Regions from separate parts of the Capsicum annuum genome. Here region 1 is linked to region 2. The links are chromatin contacts, called in public Hi-C maps. All regions are on one chromosome and are shown on one strand. Each heading gives the region's core, a stretch centred on a gene start, on an enhancer-like site or on the middle of the called end of the contact. The rest is flanking DNA. Distances are from core to core; before and after follow the strand shown.

Evidence for each region. Hi-C and Micro-C count contacts between places; a contact is called where the count stands out from the background.
Region 1: a contact with region 2 is called in a Hi-C map of leaf, with 7 times the contacts expected there. The contact joins two enhancer-like sites. A contact is called at or near these places in 3 of 5 Hi-C or Micro-C datasets (leaf and placenta).

What each region holds. Positions count from the first base shown.
Region 1 is chr5:10,259,045-10,264,586 of UCD10Xv1.1, forward strand. No RefSeq gene overlaps it. Among protein-coding and RNA genes, the nearest start is that of LOC124898699, 5.6 kb to the left of the region's middle. Within about 2 kb of position 2,452, at least 4 of the 5 cell types and tissues checked have an H3K27ac peak or open chromatin away from gene starts, as enhancers often do. A contact at or near this core is called in leaf, where this site is marked.
Region 2 is chr5:9,741,983-9,747,078 of UCD10Xv1.1, forward strand. No RefSeq gene overlaps it. Among protein-coding and RNA genes, the nearest start is that of LOC107871612, 33 kb to the left of the region's middle. Within about 2 kb of position 2,674, at least 4 of the 5 cell types and tissues checked have an H3K27ac peak or open chromatin away from gene starts, as enhancers often do. A contact at or near this core is called in leaf, where this site is marked.

The sequences.
Region 1 (5,542 bases), core at 1,202-3,701, 520 kb after region 2:
GAATTTTCAGTGCAAGAAAGTTTTAGATTGAAATTTTGGACCAAAGAAAGGAAGAAGATGAGGAAATGGGTCAATTTTTCGGTAAGCTTTCGATGATGAATTTTATTAAATATATGGTGATTCTTTGTAATTTTTCATGGTGACAATGTTTATGTGATGATTCCAATAGTGAATTTAGTTGTGGTAGTGAATCTATGGTGGTGGAGATATGAATTTGATAATGACAACAACGACGATGGTTTGATGGAGTTTGGTGTTGTTGTAGTGAAGAGGATGCAATTAAGTGACATTGAATTTTTTTTAAAATAAAATCTGACGGAAAAGCTGATGTGGCAGTGATGAGGCAGTGATGTGGTGCAAAGGTACATCACCCATCATGTGATTGGTTGTAGGTGCGCAAGGGTGGACATAAATTCACTTTTACATCGTTGAGGTGTGGATTAGGACACTTTAATAGTTTGATTGTGTCTTAGACTTTTTGAATATAGTTTAGGGTGGAAATAATGATTTTTTCCAAAAAAATAATATGTAAGTTAAGCATGTGGCATCATATCTTCATTGGATTGATGTAAAAATTGGGTATGGTTACGGTTTTACCTGGGTTGGACATATATGTCATCCCGTTTGCTATATATTTCCTCTTATGTTTCTAAATTGATTTTACAATGTGTTTGGTATGAAGGAAAATATTTTCTTGAAAAGTAAGTCCCTTTCGACGAGTTGATTGCCTAAAAGATATTTAGTGTCTTTCATGATACTTTAGATAAAGTTAGACGGACTTTCTCGATGCAAAAAATGATTTAGTAATTATGGTGCAATATAGTAAAACCCTAGCTGTTGTTTGATCTTGTAGAGTACTAGTATGAAGTTGTAAAATACTAGTTTGAGAGGCTTATCGATTTCTCCTTAGAGAGGCGAGTTTGAAGCAACTGCGACTCATGTCATCGACCGTTCAGCATCTGCAAGAAGCCAATGAATTCTCTTTATCCACAACCTAGATATTCTCGGGTAGACCCTGGACATTATATTATTGGTTAAGAAACATTTTTTTCAACATCATAATAGTGTATTTATACGATACAAGTAGTGTTTAAGAGGAAGATAAGATCATGGAGTAACAAATAACACAATTTATCGATAAACTTGACCCTGTAGGCATGTATATTTTATGTATAAGTATACACAACATATACATTGTGTACATATTTGGTAAATTAAATCATTCATCTGTAATTTTTTTGTGTTTACACAAGGCCTAGATTGAGCTAGTTGCAGTTAGTTAATGATAATAACTTGATAGTAATATCGGTCGGCCCATTACGAGCCTCATCTGACTGAGCCTACACTTACCGCCATACTAGACTCACCAGGCACATAACCAATTACAACACTTAAAATTAGGTTCACGTTTATGCATTGTCACTAAACCAAAACGTTTCAAGTAGATCTTCATGAGCATAGCGGAACCTCAAAGTAATTCATTTTTTGAAGAATCTGACATGGATATAATAATATTTTAGAAAGTTTGAGCAACATAGATCATGAGAAAAATATATAGTGACGTCTTGATATTCAGGTGAAATTGGGGGACTTTTCGTTTCAAAAATAGTTTAGTGACTGTTGTTAGGGGATTTTCCTTTTATGGAATGTTTCAAATGAGGTCATGTTTGGATCAACATTTATGCAATCGCTATCGCTAGAGTGGTAAGTAATCAGAGATCTCGAGTTCAAACTCTACTAGATACAAAGTTGAATTTATTAGATAACGCTATACCCCCAATATAGGTTTTTCTACCGGGACTAATGCATTTTGAAAACGTAACGACTAAAAAAATGAAAGAATATTTTAAGTAATTATTGTATATATTATTCCTCTATCAGAAAAGTTTGACTTTTCGAAAATCTTGCTATTTCAAATTTTGACCATGATTTAGACAAGTTTTTGTTTGATGTATTTTCTAGATATCAATTAGACGACAGACACCTCAACTTGACATGATCTTTCACTTTGACACCTCAAGTGAACTATGTTCATTTTAAATACTTAAAATAGCTATAAAATGTCTCATTTTGGCACCTTTCGGCATCAGCTCTAACACTTGCGTCTCAATCGCCGCCAGCATGGATTAAACGATTAATTGATTTGTGTCATCTCATTTTAAATTGCCACATTATTATATACACTCACAATTAGTTTTTCTTTTTTAAAAGAAGAGATCAAAACACATGGCAATTATGTCCAATGAATTAATGACACATGTTTTATTGACCAAATAATTACAAAAAAGCCCCTCACATTGTCTTCTCCACCCAACCTTCTTTGAGCTTAACCTCCATTAATGGAGGTTGAATTTTTCAAGAATGATAAACATTCCTCCTCATTCTCAAGAGATGATAGATCCTCATTAATAGCTTCACGAATTTCAGATATATGACAAAAAATTATGAAAACAGAGGAGGTCAGGACGAAAAATTATGAAATCAATTTAGAAACATAAGTGGAAATATATAGCAAACTGGACGACACATATGTCCAACCTAGGTAAAACCGTAACCATACCCAATTTTTACAGCAATCCAATGAAGATATGATGCCACATGCTTAACTTACATATTATTTTTTGGGAAAAGTCATTGTTTCCATCCTAAACTATATTCAAAAAGTTTAAGACACACTCACACTATTCAAGTGTCCTAATACACACCTCAACGATGTAAAAGTGAATTTATGTCCACCCTTGCACACTTACAACCAGCCACATGATGGGAAGTTATGTGCACTTGTGCCACATCACTGCCTCATCACCGCCGCATCATATTTTTCGTCAGATTTTATTAAAAAAAAAAATTCATGTCACTTAATTGCATTTTCTTCACTACAAAATCACCAAACTCTATCAACCATCATCATCGCCGCCGTCGTCATCATCAAATTCATATCTCCACCATCATAGATTCACTACCCACAACTAAATTCACTATCGAAATCATCAAATAAACATTGCCACCATGAAAAATTACAAAGAATCACCATATATTCAATAAAATTCATCATCGGAGTTTACCAAAAAAATTGACCCATTTCCTCATCGTCTTCCTTTCTTTGGTCCAAAACTTCAATCTAAAACTTTCTTGCATTGAAAATTCTTCAATCAGTATTTAATTGCGCTATTAAGAAACTCATCTCATTATCAAAATCATCCTCCACCTTCGTTGCCACCATTAAGAAATCTATTTAATCTACCTTCGTTGCACTATTAAGAAACCCATTTAATCTACCTTTGTTGCCACCATCGAGTTTAAGCACAATCTCAACCACAAATTTCATCATCCACCATCAAAATTGCACAATTATAAAAAATAAACAATATATCACCATCAATTTTATCACCCACCACTAATATTATCACCATTAGAAATTTCGTTCAAGCTCAAGGGGGAGAATGATGAAGAATATGTAATATGTTTTTTTTATCAAGGCACAAAGTAAATATTTTGTTGCGAATGAACAAGATATTGAGGAATTGTCCATAAGTAAAATCAGAATTATTGATTCGGGCCTTTTTCACAGAAAAGGGGAATCTTGTGTTCCAATAGAAGCAAAAGTGTTGGGGATTATTCAAGAATCGAAATCGATTTGCTTTATAAAAAGAAGATATCAATGAACTTCTATGAAATGGTTTCACGGGATTCAGCAATTAGTTAGTAAAAGAAATAAAGTGATTTTGAATAGAAAAAAAAGAAGGAGAAGAGACATGAAAATGTCAAGAAGAAAAAAATGAAGAAATGGCTTAGAGATATCCAGGGAGGATGGACTGTTTTAAATCCTTTTTAAAAAAAAAAAAAAAATACTCTTTCACGCGTTATTTTTCTCTTTTTTAAAAAAAATTGTTGCCACATCACCTTCGGGTGTAAATAAATTTACTTTTAAGTAGTATAGGTGTGTAAATATAACCATAATAGTTTGAGTGTGTTTTAGACTTTTCGAATATAGTTTAGGGTGTAGACGATGACTTTTCCCTACTTTTTATAAATCATGATTAACCGACATGCGCTAACACAAGACTTCTTAACTTAATCATAATTACATAATCCGAGCTGGCATAAACACTATGTGAGAGTAAGTTCCTAAATTTCTTACCTAAATTCTAAAATTTCTTTCCATCCTTCAAGCATTCAACATATCTATATAAACACATAAACTCATCACAAATGACTCATTTTTTTTTTTTTCACATATTGAAAAGGAAAGTAAAATGGTGAGAAGAAAATTTGAGATGAAGAAAATTGAGAATTCACAATATAGAGATGTTACCTTCACCAAAAGGAGACAAGGATTAGTGAAAAAAGATAATGAGTGAGCCATTTTATGTGATGCTCAAGTTGCTACTATTGTTTATTCATGCACAGAAAAATTGTATGAGTATTCTTTTAATAGTAGGTAATCTTTAATAAATTAATTGATTCATCTTTATTGTTTTAAAATAAATTATAGACACTTTTTCTGTATGTTCAGTTGATTTGTTTTCCCTTTTTGATTGGTTGTTTATGTGTATTTCTATACTCCTTTGATTTTGTAAATGTTGTTCTCATGTTTGTGTGATAAAATCTTGCTAGTAGATCGATAGATTCTTTAGGTTCGAATCCTAAAATGAAGAACCTTCTTATAGGGAGCCATTTTCTCTTAAATAAACCCTAGGCGGTGTGAATCTTTTGTTGTTATGATGTGATGTGTGAAATTTTTCTGGTAGACAGATAGATCCTTCAAGATCGAATAAGAGGATATGGAGTATTTGTATGCTCCTTTAATTTTCTTAATGTTGTTCTCATGTTTGTATGATAAAAGTTTGTTAGTCGATCGATAGATTCTTCAGATTTGAATATTAAAATGAAGAACTTTCTTATAGGGAGTCGTTTTCTCGTAAATAAAACCTAGGTGGCGTGAATCTTTTTTTGTTATGATATGTATGTGTAAAGTTTTTTGGTAGATAGATAGATCCTTCAGGATCAATTAAGGGGAGTGGAGAAATTTTGATATGGAGTATTTAAAAAAGAAAAACTTTAAATAGACCCTACGCCACTTTGCGATACATATGATATAGTTGGACAAATGAGTTTCGCGTACCTAATGATACAAAAAGTAGATGGATTCATTGTTCTTAAAAAAATTTTATTCTTGTTTTTTAGATCTATCTTGAATAACTATTTCGATGAGTCGAGACCCTATCAAAATTGACCTTTGTGCCCCCCTAGAGGTAGGGTAAGCATTGTGAATAGTGAACTAATATTTATCTAAACTCTTTTGAGATTGCTCATATTACATGAATGAAATAATAAACGGCTTTCAAAAGGAGTACTCATCCTTTTAAGTGTAAATCCAACCAAATAATGTGTGTATTCTAGTTACAACTGATAAAAAACTATACTGGAAGTGTCATGTAAGATTTGACTATGGTAGAATAGATGATTCTCAAAAATATTTTATATTTTTTTTCTCATTTAAGTAATGGGAGATTTATTTGAAGAAAAAAAATTATTTAAA
Region 2 (5,096 bases), core at 1,424-3,923:
GTCTAATCCAAAGAGCTTGGTTAATCCTTTTTGCTATAGTATAGTATGCACCCTTTGCTCTAGAAAATATTTCAGGCTATGGTGGTCAATTTTTATGATGAAGTGAGCCGCTTGGTGGTAATGTCTCCGTCTGCCAATAGCCGATAAAACATCCAGGAATTCCTTCTCGTAAGTAGATAGTCATAAGTGTTTAGGAGACAAGGCCTTGCTAAAAAAAAAAGATAAAGGCTTGTTGTCTTGCATAAGAACAACTCCTATACCTGTAGAACATACATCAGTCTCTACCATAAATACCTTGGAAAAATTGGTTAAAGCTATAACTGGAGCAGATATCATAGCTTACTTCAGAAGTAGAAAAGCAGTGTCAGCTGATGTATCCCAATGAAAGGCATTCTTTTTCAGCAAATTGGTGAGTGGTCTACTGGTTGTTTCATAAGATCTAATAAGCCTCCTATAGTAACCTCTTAGGCCTATGAAACCCCTCAATGCCTTGATTGTTTTAGGAAGGGGCCAACTTGCCATAACTTCTACCTTAGCAGGGTTAGTAGCCTCCCCTTCTTGTGTGATAATGTGACCCAAATACTCAATCTTATCTTGAGCAAAGAACACTTGGATAGCTTAGCAAACAATTGTTCTTTCCTCAAGATTGCAAGTACCTTATTAAGATGAAGGACGTAGTCTTGAAGTGATGCACTATAGATTAGTATATCGTAAAAGAACACAAGAACAAATTTCCTTAAGTAGGGGTTGGACGCCTGATCCATAAGGGACTGAAAAGTGGCAGGAGCATTAGTTAAGCCAAAGGGCAGGACCTTGAATTCGTAGCGCGCTTGATGTGTTCTAAATGCATTTTTAGGAATGTCCTCAATACACATCCTAATTTGATTATAACAAGACTTTAAGTCAATTTTGGAGTAAATGCAAGACTCATTCAGTTCAACCATCAAATTATCCACCAAAGGAATGGGAAACTTATCTTTGATGGTCATGTTGTTCAAGTTCTATAGTCTATGCAAAATCTCCAACTCTCATTATTTTTCTTCACAAGTAACACCGGGGAAGAGAAAATAGAATGGTTGGGCTGAATTATACCACTATTAAGCATTTTACTAACTTGTTTTTCAATTTCATTTTTCTGAAAGAAGTTGTATCTGTAAGGTCTGATACTAATAGGAATTGCATTTGGTTTTAGGGTAATGTGGTGATCATGGCTTCTAGAAGGTGGCAGTGTCGTGGGCTCAACAAACATATTAGGAAATTCTTGTAACACAAGGCTGACTTCTACAGGTATTGCATTTTCTTTTCCAACCTCTATAGCTGATAAGGTAAAAAGGTGGGCCCAAACAGTTTGTCCTTTCTTCAGTAACTGTTTGACCCCTTTAACAAACATACTCTTCAACTCTCCTTGATGGTAGATCCCTCTCAATTCTACCCTCTTACCTAAATGAGTAACCTGAATTTTGTAGTCCACAATATCCAACAGAACTGGATTGTGCACCTTCATCTAATCACCTCCAAATACCATATTATTACCACCCAACCTCAGGAGTCTTATGGACTCTTCAAACTCCACTACATGAATTTTCCACTTAAACTTGTGGCAAGTGTGCTAACTCAAGATGTGATTTCCATTAGCTACTATGACTCTCATAGGAATAACTCAAGTAATAGGACAATCATTTTTTTTGCAATTTCCAGATCCAAAAAAACTATGTGTACTACCCGAGTCAACCAAAATGGTTAGACTGTTCTTCTTAGATTCCCTTCCCCTTTTAATCTGATGGTGTTAAACATCTCTACACCATACAAGGCATTCAAACTTATGGCTTCATCCATAATTTCCCCTTCTTGCAATTGATTTTCCTCTAATGTCACATATTAAATCTCTTCTTCTTCAGGTAAGTTAGTAGCAGCAGTCATGGTATTAAGTTGCTTGGGCTTGCATTAATGGCCAACAAAACATTTCTCTCTACATCTATAGCATAAGACTTGTGCTTTTTGAAGCTCAAATAGTTTGTTGCTCTGAGTAGTCCCATTAGCTCTTGCCCCTTTATTAGTCTGAACTAGGTTGGAATTTGGAATTTGGGGGGAATTGGTTTTCCATGTTCCCCTTCCCCAACCATTCTTATTCTTCTTGATCAAGGACTCTACCACCTTCTCTTAATGTCTAGCTTTTTCTACTGCTTGACTCAAGGTATATGGGTTCAGCATCTTGACAGTGTGCCTTATTTCTTTCTTGAGCCCTTCCATAAAGAACTTTACAAAAAATTCCTCAGGGATAGTAGGGCTTCAAATCAAAACCTAGGCCTTCAAGTCCTCAAAGCGTTCCAAATACTCGTTGACAGTCCTAGTTTGTGAAATTTTCTTGAATTCCCCAATTAAATTGAACTTACTATTCTCAACATCTTAGAACCTTTTGCACAATTCCTCGGAGAACTCTTGCCAAGTGACTCCACCTCTACTCAACTGATACGAGAAGTACCACGACTCTGCCCTCCCTGTCAAATGTAGGAATGCTTTATCTAATTTTGTATTGGATTTGTGATATGATTATAATCATAATAACTCTCACATCTATATAGCCATGAACAGGGATCATCTACAGAGGTGCCATCAAAATAGGGAAACTCGATTTTGGAGCTGTAATGATGATGTTTGGGTCTCTCCATCGTCATATTTGGGGACATATGATCACCCCATTTTCTACAACTAGGCGCATCTACAGCTGATGGGTGCACTACTGGTGTACTACCCAACACTCTAGGTTGGGTTGGAAGCATCTTCTCTAACAACACATCAAATTTCTTAGTTAGATCATCCAGTTTCGCATCTGTAACCGCTGATTTTTTAGTTGATTCTGCCATGAATCCTTCTAATTGAGACTCTATTTTTCTGCATTTTCCTCCGTGGGTTTGGCCTTAGTTTCTGTAACCATCATTATTGTGTTTGTGTTGTACCCTCAGGTGCAAATAGTGGCTCTGATACCAATTGTTATGTCCCTTAAATCGTAATTGAATCGTGAGAGAGAAATCGAAGATTCAATCAAACAGAATTTGAATTTTATTGATAATAGTTCAGTACAATTATTACAATAGTATCTACTACTACAAGATTACTGCGAAACAAACTCCATTGATAAGATTCCAGCTTTGTAACCTGTGATAGTGCGTTAATAGTGAGAAGGAATTACTCGAGGAATAAGGAAAAGAGAAAAAGAAAAAGAGAAACAAAATAACTACCAGTCCAAATCTGCATAGGCTCAACTCCACTTGTGTTGATATAACCGCTTGGACCTGATCTAGCTGTCACCCATCATCTGGCCGTTCATCATTTTAATGAAGGATCCATCTCGTTCGTTTATTTCGTCTCATCCCATAGCTGCCACACGGATACACGACCTAAGCTTTGCCACCTAATCACTTAACATATAATCCTACGCTACTTTCTAAATTCACACTTTAGGATCTAACATAGATATATCTAAATCAACCAATAAATTACAATAGATGATATCTCAATTCAGTCAATATGGCAAATTCTTTTATGCCAAAACAAATCGACATATGCAGTAGTATATCAAAATCTGATCCATCTTCTTACGCCCATCCTTCAATGTTTCATCATCATCACCTTTTTTCATTATCTTGTACTTGAAAAGACTATACACCATGGTCATTTAAAAGAATATATTATAATCCTCCGTTAAATCAAGAAAGTGTCCATAATAGTTGTACTTAAAGTAATTCTTCAATTTTTCATCTCTCAATGTCTTTCAAAAACCATCACAATATTTATTCATGATTGATTTAACAACAAAATTATCAATCAAATATGTAGGGTTATCTATAAACTTCTTCAATCGAAACTTGTCAATACTAAAAGTTTTGATAAGATTATATTGGACTTTTGATCTACGTTCATAATTGTTCAACGATGCCTCAACATCATCATCAATATTATCATCAGCTCATTCCCCTTCATCCTCTCTTTCATTTTCCTCTTCATCATTTTCCCCACTTTCAACATCATCTCCTTTCTCACTTTTCTTTTCATCTTCTTCCCCCTCACCCCCTTTTATCACTTTCTTCATCATCTCCATCCTTACCATTTCGATCTTCTTCCTCATTTTTATTTTTATCTTCCTCCTTTAGATCGATAGATCTGTCTTCCTCATTTTTATTTTCATCTTCCTCCTCTAGATCGATAGATCTGTCAACTGATGCTCTTTCAATATCTTCTTCATTATCTCTTGCCATATCTTCATTCTTTTTCTATGGTAACACTTTATTTGCTTGTGAAAGGACTTGTTCTGCAAGTTCTTCTAATGTTGTTTCTAATTTAGCTATATTACTTAATTTATCAGAAGTTGATCCACTTTTCTTTTTTTGGGAGCCATTTTATCTACAAATAAGAGAAAAATAAAAAAATCATAATTGATTTGTGCACCATTAAAAAAAAGGTAACAAATTTAATAAATAAAACACAATATAATAATATTTTCAACAGATGACTCATCTGTTAGAAGAAGAAGAATAATAAACCAACAAATGATATAGTTATTTTCAATAGATGCTTAATGTGTTCCGACAGATTCTTATTCTTTGCAACATATTACACATCTGTTGGATAACATTTTTATCATGCACATATATCAACAAAAATACCACCACAAACAACAAGCTATATCGCACCACTACCAAAAACACCAAGCTATATCACCTCTTGAACAACACCAATGTTTTTACCAATACATTAACAACAACAACGATAATACCAACACCAACAAAACCAAGAACACCAGCAACACCAACAAAACTAAGAACACCAAGAATATACCTAGAACATCAACAACACCAACAAAACAAACAAACTATTCACCTACAACACCAACAAATACCAAGTGAAGTGATCAATACAACAACACAAATAACGAGACAAAATTGTCAGAATAGGTATCTCCAAAAAAGTCAAAGTTCAAGTTTCACTAATTTTACAACAATACTCAAGAACAAGAACAACAACGCCATGACCAACAAAACGAAGAACACCAAAAACACAAACAATACCAACAAAACAAACAACGCCAAGAACACCAA